2 separate regions of the Mus musculus genome follow, and region 1 is linked to region 2. The links are chromatin contacts, called in public Hi-C maps. All regions are on one chromosome and are shown on one strand. The core of a region is the stretch at or near the end of the contact, and the rest is flanking DNA. Distances in the headings are between cores, read along the strand shown. Region 1 overlaps Xkr9 (X-linked Kx blood group related 9). Region 2 holds the start of Lactb2 (lactamase, beta 2).

Region 1 (5,342 bases), core at 467-2,966, 35 kb after region 2:
TTAGGCCATCTTTTGATACATATGCAGCTAGAGTCAAGAGCTCCGGGGTACTGGTTAGTTCATAATGTTGTTCTACCTATAGGGTTGCAGATCCCTTTAGCTCCTTGGGTACTTTCTCTAGCTCCTCCATTGGGGGCCCTGTAATCCATCCAATAGCTGACTGTGATCATCCACTTCTGTGTTTGCTAGGCCCCGTTTCCAAGACTTTTTGTTTGTTTGTTTGTTTTTCTTTTTCTTTTTTCTTGTCTTTTTTTTTTTTTTTTTTTTTTTTGGTTTTTCTCAAACTCAGAAATCTGCCTGCCTCTGACTCCCAAGTGCTGGGAATATAGGAGTGCGCCACCTCGCCTGACTTTCCAAGACTTTTAACATGAAAGGGTGTTGAATTTTGTCAAATGCTTTTTCAGCATTTAATGAAATGATAATGTGGTTTTTTTTTTTCCTTTGAGTTTGTTTATGTAGTGTATTACGTTGATGGATTTCTGTAAATTGAACCATCACTGCATCCTTAAGACAAAGCCTACTTGATTGTGGTGAATGATTGTTTTGATGTGTTCTTGGATTCAGTTTGTAAGAATTTTATTGAGTATTTTTGCACTCATATTCATAAGGGAAAGTGGTCTGAAGTTCTCTTTCTTTGTTGGATCTTTGTGAGGTTTGTTATCAGTGTAACTGTGGCTTCATAGAATTGGGTAGTGATCCTTCAGTTTCTATTTTGTTGACTAGTTTGAGAGCATTGGTATTAGGTCTTCTTTGAAGGTCTGATAGAATTCTCCACTAAACCCATCTGGTCCTGGGATTTTTTTTTTTTTTTTGGTTGGAAGACTTTTAATGATTGCTTATATTTCTATAGGGGTTATGGGACTGTTTAGATGGCTTATCCGATTCTGATTTAACTTAGGTATTTGTTATCTGTCTAGAAAATTGTCCATTTCATCCAGACTTTCCAGTTTTGTTAAGTATAGGCTTTTATAGTAGGATCTGATACTTTTTTTAGTTTCTTCAACTTGTGTTGTTATATATCCATTTTCCTTTCTGATTTTGTTAATTTGGATACTGTCTCTGTGCCCTCTGGTTAGTCTGGCTAAGGGTTTATTTATCTTGTTGATTTTCTCAAAGAATCAGCTCCTGGTTTTGTTGATTCTTTGATTCTTTTTGTTTCTACTCGGTTGATTTCATCCCTGAGTTTGATTATTTCCTGCCGTCTACTCCTCTTGGGTGCATTTGCTTCTTTTTGTTTTAGAGCTTTCAGGTGTGATGTTAAGTTGCTAGCGTATGCTCTCTTCAGTTTCAAAAAAGAGGCATTCAGAGCTATGAGTTTTCCTCTAAGCACTGCTTTCATTGTGTCCCATAAGTTTGGGTATGTTGTACCTTTGTTTTCATTAAACTCTAAAAAGTCTTTAATTTCTTTCTTTATTTCTTCCTTTATTAAGTCATCTTTGAGTACGGCATGGTTCAGCTCCATGTGCAAGTGGGCTTTCTGTTGTTTTTGTTGCTATTGAAGACCAGCCTTAGTCCATGGTGATTTGATAGGGTGCATGGGATTATTTCAGTCATCTTGTATCTGTTGAGGCCTGTTTTGTGACTGATTAAATAGTCAATTTCGGAAAAGGTACCATGAGGTGTCTCTGACTGTGGCTTGTCCCTCCTGTTCTCACAGGTGCATTGGCACTCCCGGGAGGCTAGTTCTCTCCTGGCGGTATTTGGGAATGTTAGCACTGTGGCACAGGATCAGCTCCGGGCACAGAGGGAAATTGGAACACTCCTGTGCCAGGCTCCTCCTCAGTTCCTGTGTCCTGAGGATTCTAGGCAGGTACCTCTGAACAGAAGCGGTGGTCTTACCTGTGCTCACAGGCTTGTCCACACTCCTGGGAGGCTAGTCCTTTTCTGGCAGTATTTGGGTGTGTAGTGCTGTAGCACAGGAATCAGTCAATCTTAGTTATTTTTGAGTTAATATCTTTAATCTTGATATCAATTCCTGTATTTTCCGGACATCCATGTGGGAGGAGTGGTGGATCTCTTGAAATATGTGTAGTCTCATTTCTTCTGTCATATGGGTTGGTAATCTGCTATTTTCTACCACCTGCCCTAATGTTTGGACATGAGCAAGTTTCTAGTCCAGATTATGTCATCTTTTGAATATTCAGGGTGATCATGGAGTATAGAATCTTTTAGATCCAGGGGAGTCAGGGGCAAGAGGCAGTGGGACAGGTTGCTTCATCTGAAACTGGATCTTTGTTTTTTTTTTTTTTTTTTTTTTTCTTTTTCTGCTATCTCAAGTAGTGAACGATGGCCAGCTTTTTAGGCCCCCATAGAGCCCTTAGTAAGGAGAGGATTTTTTTTTCTTGATATTCTTTTCTTCTGTCATCAGAAGGCCTTTCTCCCTATAAACAGCCCCATGGATGTGAGTGGTAGTAAAGACATACTGGCTATCAGTGTCTCTGGTCTTTTTTTTTTTTCCCCTAGCACTTTGGTTAGAGCTATTAGGTCAGTTTTTTGGGCTGACATTCTTGTCAGGAGTGGCTCTGCCCAAATGACACTTGGTGTTTGAACACTGTCCCAGCATACCTCTGTTCATACTGAATGAGGCTGTCTGAAAATCTGGTCTAGTCCCATGGATGTGGACCTAACTGTCCAAGCAGTCATGTAGTGGTCCTTTGATGTCTGGGTTAGGCAGCAGACTAGCTGAGCTTAGGGCATCTGGAGCCTGAAAGGGGGCTTTAAGAGGAGAGACTGGTAATGAGTCATTTTGGTATTGGCTATGGTCAGGCTTTGGCTCAGTGACAGTTTCTTAGCATCCTTAAGCAGGAGGCTGTAGCTTTGTTGATGTGTTAACAGAGGGTTCTGCTTCTGGCAACGGGGTCCAATGTCTTTGACAGGGAGGCCATTGGCTGGTGCCAGGGCCCCGATCTCTCATCCATGAGGAGATGGAAAAACTAGTCACTTTTGGCGACCCCAAAGCTGGTGTAGAAATTTTTTTCAGGCCCCTGGATCTAGGGAGGTCACCTGTGGTTGACAGAATAGGGCTTTTTTTTTTTTAGACATTTTTGTTTGGTTTATGTTGTTACCAGGAGGTCATTTGTAAACTGTAAGTTTTATTAGCCCTAAGGAAGCTAGTGTGTTTTTTCTCTATTTTCAGCATCATCCTGGGCATCTTTTAAGGCCAAGGTTTGAATAGGCTCCCCTTACCCCTGGGGCATTTTCTGACCCAGTGGATGCTGCATCTTCATCCTCCTCCTCCTCCTCTTCTTCCCTTTTATAATAAGTGCATTGTTCTTTTTCTAAGTGGGGGTGTTTTTGGTCCTTAGGGCCCCTCTTATCTTTTTTTGTAGAAGTCATTTGTGTTAGACGTGCCCTCTACTGGTAGGCCATGGGCCCAGCACCAGAGCCCTGAGTATTGGTTTCTAGAAGCCATTTGTTTCAGCCATCTGTTAGAGTCTTTTGGTTTGGCTATGGCTGCTAACAGAATCTTTGTCGGATCATGAGTCTGTTTCTTTTGCTCTTCTACCTGTCTTTTTTTCCCTATTTTTCTGTCTTTATTAAACACTTTTTTTTTGGTCATTATCTTTTAAATTCCAGTTTCTTGTTCTTGAACCCTTTGGAGTTTCCTGATATCTGGGGTTGTCTAGTTAATAAAGGCTAGAACTATTGCTCTTTTGCATTGTCTTTGGCCAAATTAGTGGCTGTCTTTCAGCTGCTTTGACATCTGCCAACAGAACCTGGCAGATTAAGAGTCTCTCTATCTTTAGTGGTGTTCAAGTCCCAATCTGGGTGGATTAAGAAAAGCTAGTATCAATAGCTGCTTGGTGAGTTCCTCTGTGGGACCAGGAACCAGTTTCCTGGCCTCTTTCCTGGCCTCTGTCTGTGGTGAGGAGAACTACAAGGGTTCTTCGAAATCATCTTAAGTGGGGTGAAGAGGACTATCTCTAAGAAATTAAATCTTGAGGGTTGTCTGAAAAAGGGGGAGTTGTGAGTTCTCTAGTTACAAAGTCATTAGTGGCAAAGGGCCAATAGTGATGAGGTTGGTTTCTTTGATCACTGATTGGCCCAGCTGCATGAAAGAGCAGGATGACAGACTCAGGCTCCAAAGTCCAATTTTATCTATATTTCAATCTTTGGGCAGAGGGTGTGGAGGGTGGGCAGAGCCTGGAAGAATTTAGTCTGAAGTCCTCCTGGGTTGTCTGTCATCTTAACATAGTATACCATCTTGTTTATTCTAGCTCTGGGTAGTGGCTGCACTGAGTACCCTAAGGCACATGGAAAAGGAGTGCTTGTTGCTTCTCAGTTTGCTAAGCATGGCAGGATGGTGTCAGTGGAGACCCTCTCCTCACAACTCAGAGGCTACATCTGTTCAGATATGGAGAAGGGCAGCCATTCACTGAGCAAAATGAGTCTGTTCTAAGCTCCAGCAGGGAACATCTGCCCACCCAGGACCTCTCCTGCCCTGCTGTCTGGGAACTCATCTCTCCACTCAGCATGGGAAGTAGATGGGAAGTAGGCTATGAGCATCAGCTTTCTCACTTAAGGACTAAAGGATTCATAGGCAACCCTTCCACTGAAAACATGGCATTGTATACGATACTTAGAAAGACTTTCCTAAATGCAAAATATCTGAGGTAACATATGGAACTGAGGATGCTCTCAGAAAAATATCTGATGTAATATATGGAAGTGGGAATGCTCTCAGCCTGACTAGAACTAATAAGGCGTTTGTACCCTGAGGGCTTTTCTGAGTCTCACAAACAGGAGTCATCAGTTTTGATGACTTCTCAGAGTGTGGGAGACAGAAATCAAGTGTGAAGGAAGGCAAATGCTAATTACAGGAAGCAAAAATGCTCTAAAAGAAGAAGATATAGTTTCTGAGAGGTTAAAAAAAAATAGCCCCAAGCCAACACAAGCCCTACTGATGTCGTTATGATTAAGTGAACATTGAAGATTTTTGCTAAACACCATTTTGTTTCTCTTTGGGGAGTTGGAGGGAGAGGGCTGGAGGACGGCCATATTTATATGTGCCAAGCTTTCCTTTCTCTGAATGGGAAGTGAGTGAGCAGGTCCACTACAGATAAACTCAGACTGTGCTTTGTGTAGAACTATGACAGCGTGTGTCAAAGGGACAACTAGGGGAGCTCTAAGGGACATCTTCTGGGGGTTACAGCTCACTGTCAAGGGAGCTAAAGCGAGTGACTGCTGGGTTCTTCAAGGACTGTAGAACTTTTAAAACTATGCATATGCATTAATTTGGTGGAGATTAAAGCCAGGCATGGTGGTGTACACTTGTAATCCCAGCACTCAGGAGCTGGAAGCACACAGCTTAACTTGAGTTTAAAACTACCCTGGACTACATA
Region 2 (5,504 bases), core at 680-3,179:
TGAAGTGGAAAAAATCGGAAGAGAACTTAAAGTCTGGAGGGCGAAATATGCCTCATCTGGGACACTAGGAAGGCTGCATGGCTGGGCCAGAGGGTGAACAAGATGGCTGCCTTTGGGAGAATGGGCTGAGGGATAAAAGCAGAGGCAGGTAACCCAGTTAGGAGGTTAGTGCAGACATCTATGCAAGAACTGAATGGGTTAATAGAAGTCAAAACCACATTGCCAAGATGGCTTGGATGTGTGCCAGGAGGAGAAAAATGTTAAGGAGTGTTTAAGCGTTTTGTTTGCTCAAATACAGTGATGGTTCTGTTTATAAGATCAACTCAGGAAGGCCTGTGCTTCACTTTAGTAGGGTTCAGTCTGAAGAGCACAGGTAATGGGGGAGAGTTAAGAAAACACACACACACACACATACACACTCACTTGCACACACACATACGCATGCATGACACACAACTGTAACTGAATAGCATGAAGTTAGGATTGCATTTAGAGAAGTACAAAACTCTGATAAAGATGGAGAATGAGAGACCAGCAGCTAGAGAGGATGTTGTGTCAGCAAGGAGGGATTGGCCAATGAGCCCCAAAGTTAGCAGAAACAGAAGTGTAAAAATGAGTTCAATGATATAGTGCCACCTATCATCTTAGACCTTTTTGTGATGCGGAGCAGTGGACACAAGTCTTGAACATCTGCTTTGGACCCAGTTAATATTTGTTTCTAATCACCCTTTAGTTTGAGTAGCATCATCTGCACGTTAATTATTTTACCATTACTTACTACCTAAAGAGCCTATAAAAATAAAACTATTACTTAAGTACAATATATGATTCCAGTGAACATTTGTGCTTAGCAACTGTTCATCTTAGTAACTTCTTCATCCAGTTTGCATAGAAACCAGCCATCTATTTTAACCCTCGAAGAAAAGCAGGCTGTGTTGAATGTCCTGGAACCATACAGCAAACTCCAGCAGGGCATTCTCCAGGGTTATTCAGACTATTTGCAATTTCCGGCTTAGGTGCTGACTTCAGAATGGGTTTAAAGTGGCACATCGAAGAGATTGTCCTGGGCTCAGACCATACTCTAGAGGTTAGGCACTCTGCTGCTAAAAGCATGCCGGAAGCCTAAAGGTCCCGTACTTTCCCCTGGCCTGATTCACTCTGGGCTAAACCTTTTATGTCTACTTTTAGAGTCCGATGCTTGTAAATATCCTTTACTCTAGAAGAGTTAATATAATAGAGACTTTAAACGCAAACAAGATATGCTTGTCATACACGATTAGTAGAAAAAGCAAGAGTTAGTTTCTCCTACCCACAGGCTGGGTTGCTCTGTCGGGTTTAGACTCCGGTTGAACTAGAAGCAAATTCTGCCCTCTACTGTAAGAGACTGGATTTAGTATAGTCAATTGCTTACAGTAAACTTTTAAGGGCCTAGTTATATGACCCAACCAAGCCTGAAAGTGGCTATGTAGCCTAGGATGGCCTCGTACTGGGGGCGACCTCCTGCCTCTGCGTTCCAAACACTGGATTTCAAGTGTGCACTAACACACAGGCTACGGTAAACTCACTCGGTCACCACCTGCGGGCAGCGAGACAGCAAGTAAACTGTGAGTCAGACTTGGGAAGCCTGTGCTTTTCTTACACCCTCTGTCCTCCGCAGAGCTCGGGGACGCGCTGGGGGCTAGCCTGGCCTCTCGCTGCCTCCCTGCCACGTGACTGCGTGAGCTGCGGGGGCTCGGGGGTGGCGTTTACCTGCTGCCGGTCCCCACCAGGTACGTGTTGGTGCCTTGCAGGGTCATGGGACCCGGGTTGCAGCCCAACACGCGCACCACCCGACTGGACAGCTGCTCGATGCGCTGCAGAGCGGCAGCCATCTCTCTATCTACCTCGGTGACCGCCGGCACCCGAATTCCAAGTCACTCAGCGTGCTGCGACCTCAGGCTCGGAGGGCAGGGCGGCGGTCTCGTGACGTCAGGCCCGGCGCGGATCACGTGGGACTTCGCTCAGTGGCCCGGAGCGGATTGGCGGCCACTATCTTACGACTTGCTGGCACGCCCGTCAGCCAAGTGACGGGGGTGGGGTGGAGGGATGAGTTCGCGGTGACTGTGGCATGAGGTGGCCTGACCCGCCCGCACTGGCCTCAGCCGGCTCCGTCGCTGAGCTTCTTGTGTCTCTGAGCCTTGTTTCCAAGTAGCTTTACATATCCATAAAGAAGAATGCAGTTACTTCATTGAAGTTAACCTCCAGAAGTGGGGGAGGGAAGGTCACAAGCTAGGCAGGTATGGGGAGTATTTACTGAGTCACCAACTTAGGAAGGAATGGCAGGCTGGTGATTTGAAGAATAGCTTACCTTTTACAATAAATGATGGCAACCAATGCTTACTTGTACCTGTGTGCGTCTAGCCAAGGGCCACCTCCGAACATTACTTTTTAATCCTCAACAACAGGAAAAAAAAAAAAAAGTAAAGAAAAGAAAGAAAGAAAATAAAAGCGACTGTGCATATCTGCAGAGGCCAGAAGACAATTTGACAATTTCAGGTGACTCAGGAACTGTGCATACCCTTCACCAGTGTTGACTTGCCACCCAGGCCAGACTGGCCAGCGGTTGACAGCCCCAGAGATTCCCATGTCTCCATCTCCCCAGTACAGGCATTATAAAAATGAGACACCATGCCCCACATTTTTACATAGGTTCTGGGGGATCAGCCTCTGCTTGTCGTGCTTATAAGGCAATCACTTTAATAACTGATCTATCGCCCCAAACCCCATTAGTTATCTACTCTTAAAATCCCACGTAGTTCTTAACTCTTTTTTTTTTTTTTTCGAGACAGGGTTTCTCTGTGTAGCCCTGGCTGTCCTGGAACTCACTTTGTAGACCAGGCTGGCCTTGAACTCAGAAATATGCCTGCCTCTGCCTCCCAAGTGCTGGGATTAAAGGCGTGCGCCACCACCACCCGGCAGTTCTTAACTCTTAACAGGCACAATTTCCCCCCATTTTATAAATGTAAATTGGAGTTTGGGAGAGCCAAGCTCTGCTTCCACTTGTTTTACATGAGCACATGGTGCTATCTGCGCAGAGTGGAGGGGCTTGTTTATCTCCTCTCTATCCTACCCTTGCCAAGGGAAATAGGTTGGTTTAGTGTCCAAGGTGAAAGTGATATAATTGCTCTGTCTTTTCCAATTTTCTCTGCCTTTCCCAATCAGCAAGTATTAAGCATTGCTTCCCACTTTAAAATTTTTAGTTATAAGTTACTTATAAGAAAATGCACAGATCCTAAGATATCCATCAAATTATGATGAATATATACCACAAAAGAGATGTAGAGTGTATTCACTACCTTAGCCTACTCCTTTTAGGAATATGGCTCCTCCAGCAAATGCTGAGGCACACAACCAAGACTGAATTCACTATGTAGAAGAAAAACCTGGGTGGACAGTCTGGGACAACCCAGTAAGGCTGTCTTTCTCTGTGAAGTATGCGACTGCATGCTTACTTGAGTGGAGTCTAGTGCATGGATATATGTTGGTCTGCGTCCGCTGGGCATGGCCTCTTGGAGAGTTTGACTGTGTCTACAGCTGGTGGGATGGGTGCAGTGCTGTAGGGAAGCACCAAGACACAGCTTCAGGGGTGGGAAACCACAGTCTGAGATGTGGGAAAGCTGGAACTGGTTCTGGGGTCCCTGGGCCTGCGATGAGGCCAGGGCTGTGGGTTTCTCAGACTTTTGGACATACATCCAGGCACAGCTGAGAATCAATCACAGAAGAGCCAAGAACAGATTTGGAGGCCCACAGAGTTGGGACCAGTGTCTAATCCAGGGGTGGGGGTGGGGGAGGAGAAAGGGGAGCTCTGGCTTGTCCCATGGGTGATTGTCCTCAGATTGGCAGAGGCAGGCTTCATAGTGGTTGTCATTGGACGTGCAGAGAGGCTTTTTGCAGGAGAATTAAGTTGTGTCTCTGTAGTTGAATGCCTTTTTCATGACTTACTATGGTAGATCTTGATAAAAGAAACAGTTCATGCATGGTTCTAAATAGTTTATTGTCATGGAAGAAAATGAATGCATAAAACCATATCCTACTACTCAGAGTGGAACTGAGATTCAGTGCCTTTTACAGGGAGGAGTGTTTGGGAAGGAAAGCTTATTGGTGAAGCCTTCTGGGCCTCTAGGTACCTCATTAGCATGGAGAACTCTGCTTTGGGCCTATATGACCATAGGACAAGTTTCTTTTAAGTGAGAAGCATGGTGGGTGTTCCAGGCCAGGGGTCTGGCAAGGGCAGGAAGTTGCTTAAGTCTCAGGTGTGTCCACTGAGTCTCTGGGTCTCAACCTGCATAGGTCTCAAACTTCCTGGCATGGTTTTATGTCCCACAGATATTAGGGTCCTAAAAAGTTGAAAGATTTAGAACAAAATTTGAGGTCTCTAAGAGCAATATGTAGAGAATAAGCAAATCAACACGCTGGCACAGATATGGAACCACTGCTTTGTAGAGTAAAAACTAGGCTTCCAGTCACTTGGTGGGACTATTAGTGGAGGATTAGGAGGTGTGGCCTTGCTGGGGGAGGCGTGTCACTGGGCTTGAGCCTTGAGGTTCCAGAAGACTTGTGCGTTTTGAGTTAGTTTCTTTCTGCTTGTGTGCTGAGTTGTGAGCTCCCGTTCTGCCTCTTCCTTGTGTGTTGAGATGTGAGTTCTCAGCTGCTGCCGCAGCCACTTGCCACTATGCTTTTGGTCCACCATTAATGGGCTCTAACGCTCTGGAATTGTGTTGGGAGCTATTAAGACAATGCTATTGTCCTGATCTATGAATTGGGCCTCTCCCCCCAAGAAAAAAAGGGGGTCAAAAGTGGGCCACCGATGCACCGTTCCGAGAACCACAGAATGTTCCAGCCCTAAGTCAGCGCCAGATGTCCTGACCACACCCTGATACCACCAAGTTCCTGCTTCCCCGTGTAGCTGCCAAAAGAAAAATTTCCACTGCCCCACCCCTCCCGCTGATAAGTACTTGTACTTCCCCTCTTGCTTGTGCGTTTAAGCCTTGGGCCTTTCTCAAGACAGTAAGACCTTGATGTTACTCAGACTGCTTCCGTGTGTCGTTCATTGCACAAGGTTCTCGTCTCTCTCTATTCCCCACATTTGGTTCTTAGGAGAAGGTCCCCTCGAGACCCTCGAATAACTGGACCTGCTGGATGGGTCAGAATTGTAACTCAAATAAACATTTTATAAGTTGCTTTGGTCATGGTGTTTAATCATAGCAATAGAAATGTAACTTATGTAAAGGTTGATACTGAAAGTAAGCTCTTGCTCTGACAAACCTGGCTATGTTGCTTCTCAGAGGACTGTGGAATGCTATGGAACTCTGGGATAGAAAACTGGCTGAATACTGTAAGAAGAGCTTAGTGGGCAACTCGGTAGGAGTTTAGAAGACAGTGATGAGGGTTAAACATGGAGCTCTAGCTTAAAATGGGAAGGGAGCAATATTAGAGACTGGACTATCAATTCTTGTGATTTTTGG

Evidence for each region. Hi-C and Micro-C count contacts between places; a contact is called where the count stands out from the background.
Region 1: a Hi-C map of liver shows a contact between it and region 2, with 3 times the contacts expected there. The contact joins the enhancer-like site here to the promoter of Lactb2 in region 2. A contact is called at or near these places in 3 of 39 promoter capture datasets (liver and macrophages), 1 of 15 datasets of contacts at CTCF or cohesin (the G1E-ER4 cell line), 9 of 484 Hi-C or Micro-C datasets (embryonic stem cells, liver and muscle stem cells), 5 of 115 datasets of contacts at active chromatin or transcription factors (embryonic stem cells, hepatocytes, intestinal villus epithelium and 1 more) and 1 of 9 other capture datasets (pancreatic islet).

Annotation. Positions count from the first base shown.
Region 1 is chr1:13,694,190-13,699,531 of GRCm38.p6, forward strand. All of the region lies in intron 3 of Xkr9 (X-linked Kx blood group related 9), which reads left to right. Among named protein-coding and RNA genes, the nearest start is that of Xkr9, 28 kb to the left of the region's middle. Within about 2 kb of position 1,717, at least 2 of the 459 cell types and tissues checked have an H3K27ac peak or open chromatin away from gene starts, as enhancers often do. A contact at or near this core is called in hepatocytes and liver, where this site is marked.
Region 2 is chr1:13,658,580-13,664,083 of GRCm38.p6, forward strand. Lactb2 (lactamase, beta 2) reads right to left here and starts at 1,930. Exons shown (of 7, transcript NM_145381.2): 1 at 1,750-1,930. The coding sequence starts at 1,871.